Linked DNA regions of Mus musculus: all the other regions are linked to region 1. A link is a contact called in public Hi-C and HiChIP or PLAC-seq data. All regions are on one chromosome and are shown on one strand. Each heading gives the region's core, a stretch centred on a gene start, on an enhancer-like site or on the middle of the called end of the contact. The rest is flanking DNA. Distances are from core to core; before and after follow the strand shown. Region 1 holds the start of 5031425F14Rik (RIKEN cDNA 5031425F14 gene). Region 2 has its middle 6.2 kb from the start of Gm30536. Region 3 holds the start of Platr29 (a long non-coding RNA gene).

The links. A called contact is a pair of places that touch in the nucleus more often than the background predicts. HiChIP or PLAC-seq counts read pairs in DNA pulled down with a chosen protein or histone mark.
Region 2: a Hi-C map of bone marrow-derived macrophages shows a contact between it and region 1, with 24 read pairs. The contact joins the enhancer-like site here to the promoter of 5031425F14Rik in region 1. A contact is called at or near these places in 1 of 15 datasets of contacts at CTCF or cohesin (pro-B cells), 14 of 484 Hi-C or Micro-C datasets (B cells, the G1E-ER4 cell line, the P5424 cell line and 6 more), 13 of 115 datasets of contacts at active chromatin or transcription factors (acute myeloid leukemia, bone marrow-derived macrophages, embryonic basal ganglia and 4 more) and 3 of 9 other capture datasets (embryonic stem cells, embryonic tail and embryonic trunk).
Region 3: an H3K27ac HiChIP or PLAC-seq map of microglia shows a contact between it and region 1, with 4 times the contacts expected there. The contact joins the promoter of Platr29 here to the promoter of 5031425F14Rik in region 1. A contact is called at or near these places in 3 of 115 datasets of contacts at active chromatin or transcription factors (bone marrow-derived macrophages, embryonic stem cells and microglia) and 2 of 9 other capture datasets (embryonic tail and liver).

Annotation. Positions count from the first base shown.
Region 1 is chr2:166,445,908-166,448,936 of GRCm38.p6, reverse strand. It overlaps 5031425F14Rik (RIKEN cDNA 5031425F14 gene), which reads right to left and starts at 1,486. Exons shown (of 3, transcript NR_015558.3): 1 at 290-1,486.
Region 2 is chr2:166,186,852-166,189,634 of GRCm38.p6, reverse strand. No RefSeq gene overlaps it. Among named protein-coding and RNA genes, the nearest start is that of Gm30536, 6.2 kb to the left of the region's middle. Within about 2 kb of position 1,429, at least 19 of the 459 cell types and tissues checked have an H3K27ac peak or open chromatin away from gene starts, as enhancers often do. A contact at or near this core is called in bone marrow-derived macrophages, embryonic tail and uterus, where this site is marked.
Region 3 is chr2:165,980,372-165,983,365 of GRCm38.p6, reverse strand. Platr29 (a long non-coding RNA gene) reads left to right here and starts at 1,710. Exons shown (of 3, transcript XR_001783549.1): 1 at 1,710-2,394.

The DNA.
Region 1 (3,029 bases), core at 237-2,736:
CGAGCAGGCAGGGGAAGGGGAGTGAGGGCAGCCAGCGTGTGGGACACCAGGAAGTGACGACACGGTGTCACAGTCACCACTGCTGCTGTCGTGACAACTCATGGCAGTGTCTGAAAGGGAGTCCCTGTCACTGTGGGGTGTGGGTTACCAACTTCTCACGTCCTCATCAGTGAGCCATGGAAAGGCTTAGTGATAACCGAGCTGTTGCTTTTCTTCTTTGGTCTGTTGGTATCTCCAACCCCGTTATGCCTGTGACGGCCCACTTGGAAATGGAGGCAGACAAACTTACCACCATCTCTCTAACCAAGCAGAGTGCCCAGCAACCGAAGCAGGCGTTCTGAAAACCCCACTTCCCACCTCTGCCAGTGCAGAGGTCGCTGTGAAGGTCAGTGATGACTCGGCCCCTAATCCTGAGTCCTAGTCCCTTCCTGCCCTGCTGACCGACTGGAGGCCATCTCATGGCTCATGATTCCTCACGAACCCAATCCCAGTGCCAGAGTCAGAGCTTCACAGGCTCATGGCCTCTGTGTGCCAGAACAGATTCAGCTTGGAAGCAGGCCAGTTGCTTACAGCTCCAAAATGGCTTGGCAAAGCGTCTGAGACACGGCCTGTGGTCTGTGCTGGGTGAAAACTCGCCCACATTTGTTAGCGATTAACTGATCTGCAGATGGAGCTCAGTACACCTCCGTGACCCACAGATAAACCAGCTCACTCCTAACAAGAGAGGCAGCTCGGGACTGTTCCAGCTCGGGGCTGTTCCAGCTCGGGGTCTCTCCAGCACAAGGCTGCTCCAGCTCAGGGTCCCTCCAGCACAGGGCTGCTCCAGCTCAGGGTCCCTCCAGCACAGGGCTGCTCCAGCTCAGGGTCCCTCCAGCACAGGGCTGCTCCAGCTCAGGGTCCCTCCAGCATAGGGCTGTTCCAGCTCAGAGTCTCTCCAGCTCAGGGCTGCTCCAATTCAGAGTCTCTCCAGCTCAGGGCTGCTCCAGCTCAGGGTCCCAGCACAGGGCTGCTCCAGCTCAGGGTCCCTCCAGCACAGGGCTGCTCCAGCTCAGGGTCCCTCCAGCACAGGGCTGCTCCAGCTCAGGGTCCCTCCAGCACAGGGCTGCTCCAGCTCAGGGTCCCTCCAGCACAGGGCTGCTCCAGCTCAGGGTCCCTCCAGCACAGGGCTGCTCCAGCTCAGGGTCCCTCCAGCACAGGGCTGCTCCAGCTCAGGGTCCCTCCAGCACAGGGCTGCTCCAGCTCAGGGTCCCTCCAGCACAGGGCTGCTCCAGCTCAGGGTCCCTCCAGCATAGGGCTGCTCCAGCTCAGGGCTGCTCCAGTTCAGAGTCTCTCCAGCTCAGGGCTGCTCCAGCTCAGAGTTATTGGGAGGAAATATCACCAGAGAAAGAAAGGAGCCTAGAGCGTGAAAGCAGGGTGTGAGGCAAGTCCCAGGAAGTTCTGGGGAGGCCAATGGTCATGTGTTGCTTCTGGAGTCTGTGGCTCTCCTGTAGCCCTCTTCTTGTGGGAAAGATGGGGAAGGAGAGGAAGTGAAGGGGGTTCTGGAAGTTGGGGGGTCTTTCAAACCTTAGGCAGCAGTGGGTGTGTGCTTAAGCTCAGGGCAAATAAATATGGATGAGAAGTAGACATAAGGTTGAATTTCACTCTTCAGATGAAGTGCATCTGGACTCTTGTGGGCAAAGAACCCAAAGATTAAAGCTGCCAGGCCAGCCACAGGCCATGACCACCTAGTTTAACAAGGGCAAAGGGTGGCAGTCACAGGTAGTTACACATCTGAGTGACATTCACGGAAGATACACCTTAAGGGACCAAGGCTTCCTCTGGGTTCACATGGTGACAAAGCGCCCTTTCTCATGGTGGGAAAGGCATTCATGGCAGAGTCCCCTGTGACTCCCCACTGTGGCTGCCGGAATCTCCCACTGCTTGCTTAGATCCTAGAGCACTGGTTTTCAATCTATGGGTTGTGACCCCTTTGGGACTCACATATCAGATCCTGTGTATCAGATACATACGTTATGATTCACGAGAGCAACAAATTACAGTTATGAAGTAGCAACAAATAATTTTGTGGTTGGAGGTCACCACAACATGAGGAAGTGTATCAAAGGGTCACTGTATTAGGAAGTTTGAGAACCACTGGCCTAGAGGCTCAGGAAACAGCCAGGACTGCTATACCAGGGGTGGGGCTAAGAAAGGCCCAGCCACAAGTGACTCACTTCCTCCAACTAGACCCTATATATAGAAGGATTCTAAAATCCCCCAAACAGAGCTGCTGACAGGACACTAGGTGGTCAAGCCCAGGAACCCAAGGGGACGGTTCACACTATCAGGTGGAACTTAATCTGGATCCTTATAGCAAAGGAAGGGTGGTGGATTAGACACACAGGGTAGCTCACACAACCCAGGAGTTGCCAGTGTAATCTCACCAAGCAGAAACGTTGAATTTTGTTGACTAAGGTTTTTTAAAAACCTACCACTGACCATGTGGCCCACATGAAGGGGCAGCAGAGAGATTTATCATGGTACTGTTTACTTCACTGGGAAAGTGGAAGTCACAGGGACAGAAAACACACCACTGCTATACAGCTCCAACACCAGACATCCCAGGGGTCTCCAAGAAGGACACTTCTTATTCATCTCCTCTCTGAGCCCTGGATGGGCTGGTTAGAACAAAGAACAAATAAGAAAAGAGCAGGCTGGGTCAGGCTGCAGGAACAAACAGGGGCTTCCACAGGAAGAGGGTCTCTCCCTGTCCCCACTCTGGGACATGGATGGAGAGTGGCTTTCTTCCTGTTCCTACAGGAGCACAGGCAGGGCGCTTACATACAGCTTAGCGCTTGTTCTTCTGCCCCAGTGTGACACCCAGGAAGTAGGAGAGTGACAGACCCCGCTGTCACCCCTGGGACTGTGGAGTGGCTTCCATGAGACGCTTCCACAGAGCATGGAGGGATCTAAGCCCCACCAGTGTGTCTGGTAGCGCCAGGTCCCCGTGTGCCTGTGTGCTGTGCACTCTCAGGCTGCAGAGCTTCTTC
Region 2 (2,783 bases), core at 180-2,679, 260 kb after region 1:
CGCCATGATACAAGGTGTCTTCGGGTACACAGAAAACCTCTGATGTTTGTGTCGCTCTTGAAGGTCGTCTGTCACATGGTGGCTTTGCCTGAGTCTCTATGACTCAGTGGCCACACACATCTCTGAAATTTCTGATCAATGTTTTCACTCTTTACCAGTTGGGTTATCTCCTCAACATTGGATGGGTCCCTTGGAGCTCTGCCATCTGAGGCGTTGCCCACGGTCACATTAGTTAACATGGGACAAGGGACTTCATAGATGTAACTGAGACTGACAACCGGCTAGCCTCACTGTTTCAGTCCGTCCCACCATCCCACAAGCCCTCACAAGCCGACAGAGGAGTGCACAGACACTTGAGGTCTGAGGGGATCCCACACACGTGAGACGCTAGAAGATGGAGAACACGGGGTGGGGGGGCACAGAGCGAAGGCTTCCACCATCAACCAGAGACTTTAAAAGATGAGTGGAATGAGACCACCTTTGTGTCAAGACAAAGCAGTAAGGACGTTTTTAAAACTATCAATCAATAAGGTGAACACAAAGCCAAGCCAAAGCTCGAGAGATGGCTCAGCAGTTAAGGGCACTCACTGCTCTATCAGGAGACAGGAGTCCAGAGTTCCAGGACCCACATCAAGTGGCTTACCAAAGCCTGTCACTCCAGCTTCAAGGAATCTGAGGCTCACTTCTGGCCTCTGTAGGTAGACCTATATACACATGTGCACACATGCACACATACACACACACTCACACACAGATGCATACACACACACTGAAGTATATAGTTGGGGCAAGAGTTCCATAGAGCTTGGGAGATGGCTCAGCGTTTGAAAGTGCTTGGGATGAAAGCATGAAGGCCAGACTCCTGATCCCCAGAAACCCACAGAAATGGGAACAACCGGTGGCCCTATAACTGCAGCCTCTGAAGGCAGATGGGTGGGGGAGGGTGTTCTAGAGCAAGGTGGGTGGCAAGAACCAGCCATGCCAGTGAATTCTAGGTTTGATTGAGAGACTCTGCCTCAATGGCCTAAGCGGAAGATCCATCGAGGTGGTGGATTTCCAACCCCAGGCCTCCAAGTACATGTACATCTGTACACACACACACGTGCACACGCATGCACACACACATACACATGAACACGTGAAAACTGGGAAAAGAAAATGCCGAGTTCCTTCAGCTCCAAGGACAGTTGTAAAAGGGCAACTGCTCAAAGTGACTAAGTATTTTTTCTGAGTGTAGCTACAGCAGATAAAATGAACTTGCAAGGAGAAACAGTGTAGCCTGCTTCACTCACATGCCCCTCCCACCTAGACCCAGGGCAACCTAACTCATCATTCTAGTTTCCAAAAACTCTGGGACCTCCCCCCTGAGCACTCCTCCAAGTCTCCCTCAGTGAGAGCAGGCGTCCCTGGCCTCCATTCTCAGGACTTCCCCATTCCTCTAGTGACGCCATCCCTGTGTGGCCAAGTCTCTATTTGGAGGTGTTTTCTTCCTTCCTTTGTGTTTTCTTTTTAATTTCCTTAGAACCAGGAACCAATCCAAGCAATGTTTGCTTCCCACCATGTTAGCACCAAGCTGCCCCTTTCTGAGGAGAGACGCGCGCGCTGCCTTAATTGCGCGGTTGCTATTGAAACACAGAGTGAGAGACAAAGCCCTTCATTTGGGAGGAAAATTAATTGTACACAAACAAGAACACATTTCATCGGGAATTAGATTCTTCAGCACTCCCCTGGCGGAGAACTTTACGGCTGCTTCCTTTCTGTCTGACAGTCAGCTTTCTCCCCTTCTTCTCTGGAAGACTTTCTTGGCAAACCAGGAGTGGCAGTTCCCCCAAGGTCCCTTTACAGTCCCTTCCCTTACACTGAGGCTGCCATTGCTCCAGTCCACCTCGAGCTGTGACCCTGTCAGCAGACAGTCCCTTCTTCTCAGCCTCTGAGGAGTGACAGCCCCTCAGTCCCCGGGGCCTCTGCTCCTCCCCAGCCCCCAGATTCAAAGGTAAAGGAAAGATTAAGCGTGATGAATCACAGGACGGGAGGTAACCTGGGGAAAGAGCTCGCCTCCACTGCTACTGCGAGATTTATTGCTGAGCGCCACAAGTAATGAAACCATCCATCTCCCACTGGCTGGAAAAGGAATCTAGCACAAGTCTGCAAAGGGCAGAGAGAAAATCGGACTTGTTGGAGCGGTTGGTGGCCAGTATGCTCTCTCTGTGATCTGGGATATGTTGGCAACAGACTAGCCCCCTTGTAACTATTCTGACAGGAGAAAAGATACCTTAGAAAGACACTGTGTCCCTCTCTCTGAATATCAGACTATTAATGGACCTCCAAGAAGTTAAGATTTCCCCAGGAATCCCATGCACAGTGAAGAAAGAGGCTGCAGCCTGCTCCCAGGCAGAGGAATTTGCCTTTCAGAAAGAGATTCCACACACTATTGGCAGGTCACACACGGGATAGACCTGAGGCCCGGAGCTGAGACAGTGCTGGGAAGGATCATGCTTTAGCCAGGGCTGCTGAGCTGTTGAAACCTTGCCCTCTATTTAAAGCTAAACCTCACATGGGAACCCTAAGGTAGAGAGCTCTTTCCTCTGCCTTTCACTGTGACCTGCCTCTTCAATTGGAATATTAGGGATGAATGGCTCAGCCTAGTCTGTCAGAGCTGCAGGGGCCCAGGCTCAGACCTAACAGCTCTGGTCACATCCTGATATTTGCCCTGAGGGAAGAGGGGCACCATCAGCACCCTGACCTGCCAGCTGAAGCGCCATTCTTGACCCCCCCACAAACCC
Region 3 (2,994 bases), core at 461-2,960, 470 kb after region 1:
AAAAAAACCCAAAACACTAAACCCCTCCGGCTGTTGTCAATCGAGTACTGTGGAACCTTTTCGTGTGTCCATGTCTGCACCCATCAGGCTCGGAGAGCCTGCCCCACCCACACTGCCTTCCACAGGAAGGGCAGAAGTCACTGTCTCCGGAATCATGTGACTGCCTACTTCTGCTCAGACTACAGATGATTGGGTCAGGCATGGGTGTCACCCCAGGGACAGCCAAGGCACCGGCTGGCCAGTGATTTATAAGAGAGCTGGGCCCAAAAATATCTGACCAAACAGGAACCAGGTTGACCTGTCTGATTTCCAATTTGAGATGAGTCAGCTGGTTCATTAAAGGACTCGAAGCTGAGGAGTTGCAGGCCTGAGGAGACAGGAGAGGCTGGGGTTACATGTGAAGGAACACCCAGAGATGCCAGGTGGAACGAAGAGCCCCAAAAGAAGCGGTGTCCTGAAAGCCAAGGTGGCCATTTCCAGCAACACTCCAGAGTAGGCAGTACTGAACACTCCGCCCCCACGCAGACAAGTGGAAATTCTAAGTAAAGGACAACTGATCTTTCAAATGAATAACTGAGTTCACGAGAAAGTACGGGAAATCCCCAGAAGCCAAAAACAAAAAAACAAAAAATGGAACGGAGAACCAAGCCTGTTTGTGTGAAGTTAACAACCAGGCTCCAGAAAGGGAGGAGCCCGGCCTTTGGGGGGCGGGGCTTGGGTGGTTATGTAAATCTCAAGGCAGGATGGAAGGCCTAGGGCTCACACTGTAGGAAGTTACAACCCTGCTTGAGCAGGCTGAGAAAAGGTAGGGTGAGAGCTAGCTTTCAGTTGCTAGGGTGTTTGCCTAAAAGCCATCTATGAAGAGCTGAGGTGTTCTGTGCAGGTCACTGGTGGACATTCCCTGCCTAGCTTGCCCAAGGCCCTGGGTTCCACTGCCAGTTGGGAGGAAGTCCTTCAATTCAAGAATTTAGAGCAGTGCTCTCAGCCTTCCTAATGCTGTGACCTTTTAAGACAGTTCTGCATGCTATAGTGACCCCCAACCATTAAATTATTGTCACTGCTACTTTATAACTGCAGTTTTGCTACTTTTGTGTAAATATCTGTGTTTCCTACTAAAGGGTCATTCAGCTCCCAAAGAAAGGATCTCAACCCACAGTTTGAGCAGCTGGTACAGAGAGACAACCAAGACAGATCGGTCTCCCAAAATCTTATCAGAAGTCGAAGTAGACTTTCCAAAGTGAACATGTGAACAAGAGCCCGGAGAGTGGCTTTCTTTTTTTTTGTTTGTTTGTTTTGTTATTTTTGTTTGTTTGTTTGTTTGTTGTTGTTGTTGTTGTTGGTTTTTCGAGACAGGGTTTCTCTATATAGCCCTGGCTGTCCTGGAACTCACTTTGTAGACCAGGCTGGCCTCTAACTCAGAAATCCACCTGCGTCTGCCTCCTGAGTGCTGGGATAAAGGTGTGTGCCACCTCCACCCTGCTGGAGTGGCTTTCTAAAGGAACCTGGACTAAACCTTCAAAAGGTTCAGTTCAGTATGCCTCGTCTCAGAACCCCAGACAAAGCAGGGTGTGGTGACATTAATTAGCAATCCCAGCTCTCACCAGGCAGAGGCAGGAAGGCAGCCTAGAATTCAAGGCTAATGAGGTATTCTAGTGAGTACTTACATATGCTGGGCAGCCTAGCATATGTAAGATAAAAAAAAAAAAAATGGCAGTTGTGAACACCCTTTCCCCTGCTCTCGGGAGGCAGAGGTGGGCCAGTGAGACCTACAGAGTGAGAGACAACACTGTCTCAAAAAGAAAATGAAAGAGGAAAAAAAAAGTCTGAGGACATCCCTCAGTTGCTAGAGTCTAGTTTGCATGCAGCCCTGAATTCCAGCCATCCTTCAGCCCCACAAAAACAGGTCGTGGTGGCTCACACAGAGCATTTCAGCATTCCGGAGGTGGAGGAAGGAGGATTAGGAGTTCAAGGTCACCTTGGACAAAGCTAGCTGGAAGAGATCTGGGCAACATGAAACCCTACCTCTCCCATCCCTCTCCCCCACAAAAACTGAGACAGTGGTGCTCACTGCTTCGATCCCAGGGCTCCATAGAAAAATCCTATCTTGAAACACATTTTTAAAAAGAAAGAAAGGAAGGAAGGGAGGAAGGAAGGAAGGAAGGAAACACATTATAAAGAAATCCTAAGATAATGCTTCCTTTCCTTCTTTCCTATCTAGGTCACTGAGCCACCATCTCTTGTTAGCACAAATGCCTAGAATCAACAGACGACACAGGACATTGTAAGATGCTGTGGAAAGTATAGGCTGTTCAGAAAACCACCTAGCAGCTCCCAAAAGGTTCAACAACAACGACAGAAGGAAGAGCCACATAACCCAGGGACTTGGACCTCCAGGTATATACACAGGTCTACCAGATGTCCGCAGTGCTCACCCATGACTGGTTCACACAATGTATTTTTCAGTTATTAAAAAAGGATGAAGGGGGCTGGAGAGATGGCTCAGCAGTAAGAGCACTGACTGCTCTTCTAGAGGTTCTGAGTTCAAATCCCAGCGACCACATGGTGGCTCACAACCATCTGTAATGAAATCTGATGCCCTCTTCTGGGGTGTCTGAAGACAACTACAGTGTACTAAAATAAAATAAATAAATATTAAAAAAAAAAAAAAAAAAGAATGAAGGGGAGCTGGAGAGGTGGCTCATCGCCCTGGTTGTTCTTGCAATGTAACAGGTTAGGTTCCCAGCACCCCACACTAATCTATATATAACTCCACCTCCAGGGGTTCTGGCCTGTGAGAGAGCAGGCACACACACTCACATGTGCACACAAGTGTACATAAACAAACAATAAAATAAAGCTTTAAGCAACAAAGAGAACGAAGAAGACGGTGAGACACTTGTGAGGCTTCCTTCCAAGAGAGAGGGCCTGAGTCCCATCCCAGAGCCTACATAGTGGAGGGAGAGTACCCACCGACCTCTGACCTCTACACGCAGG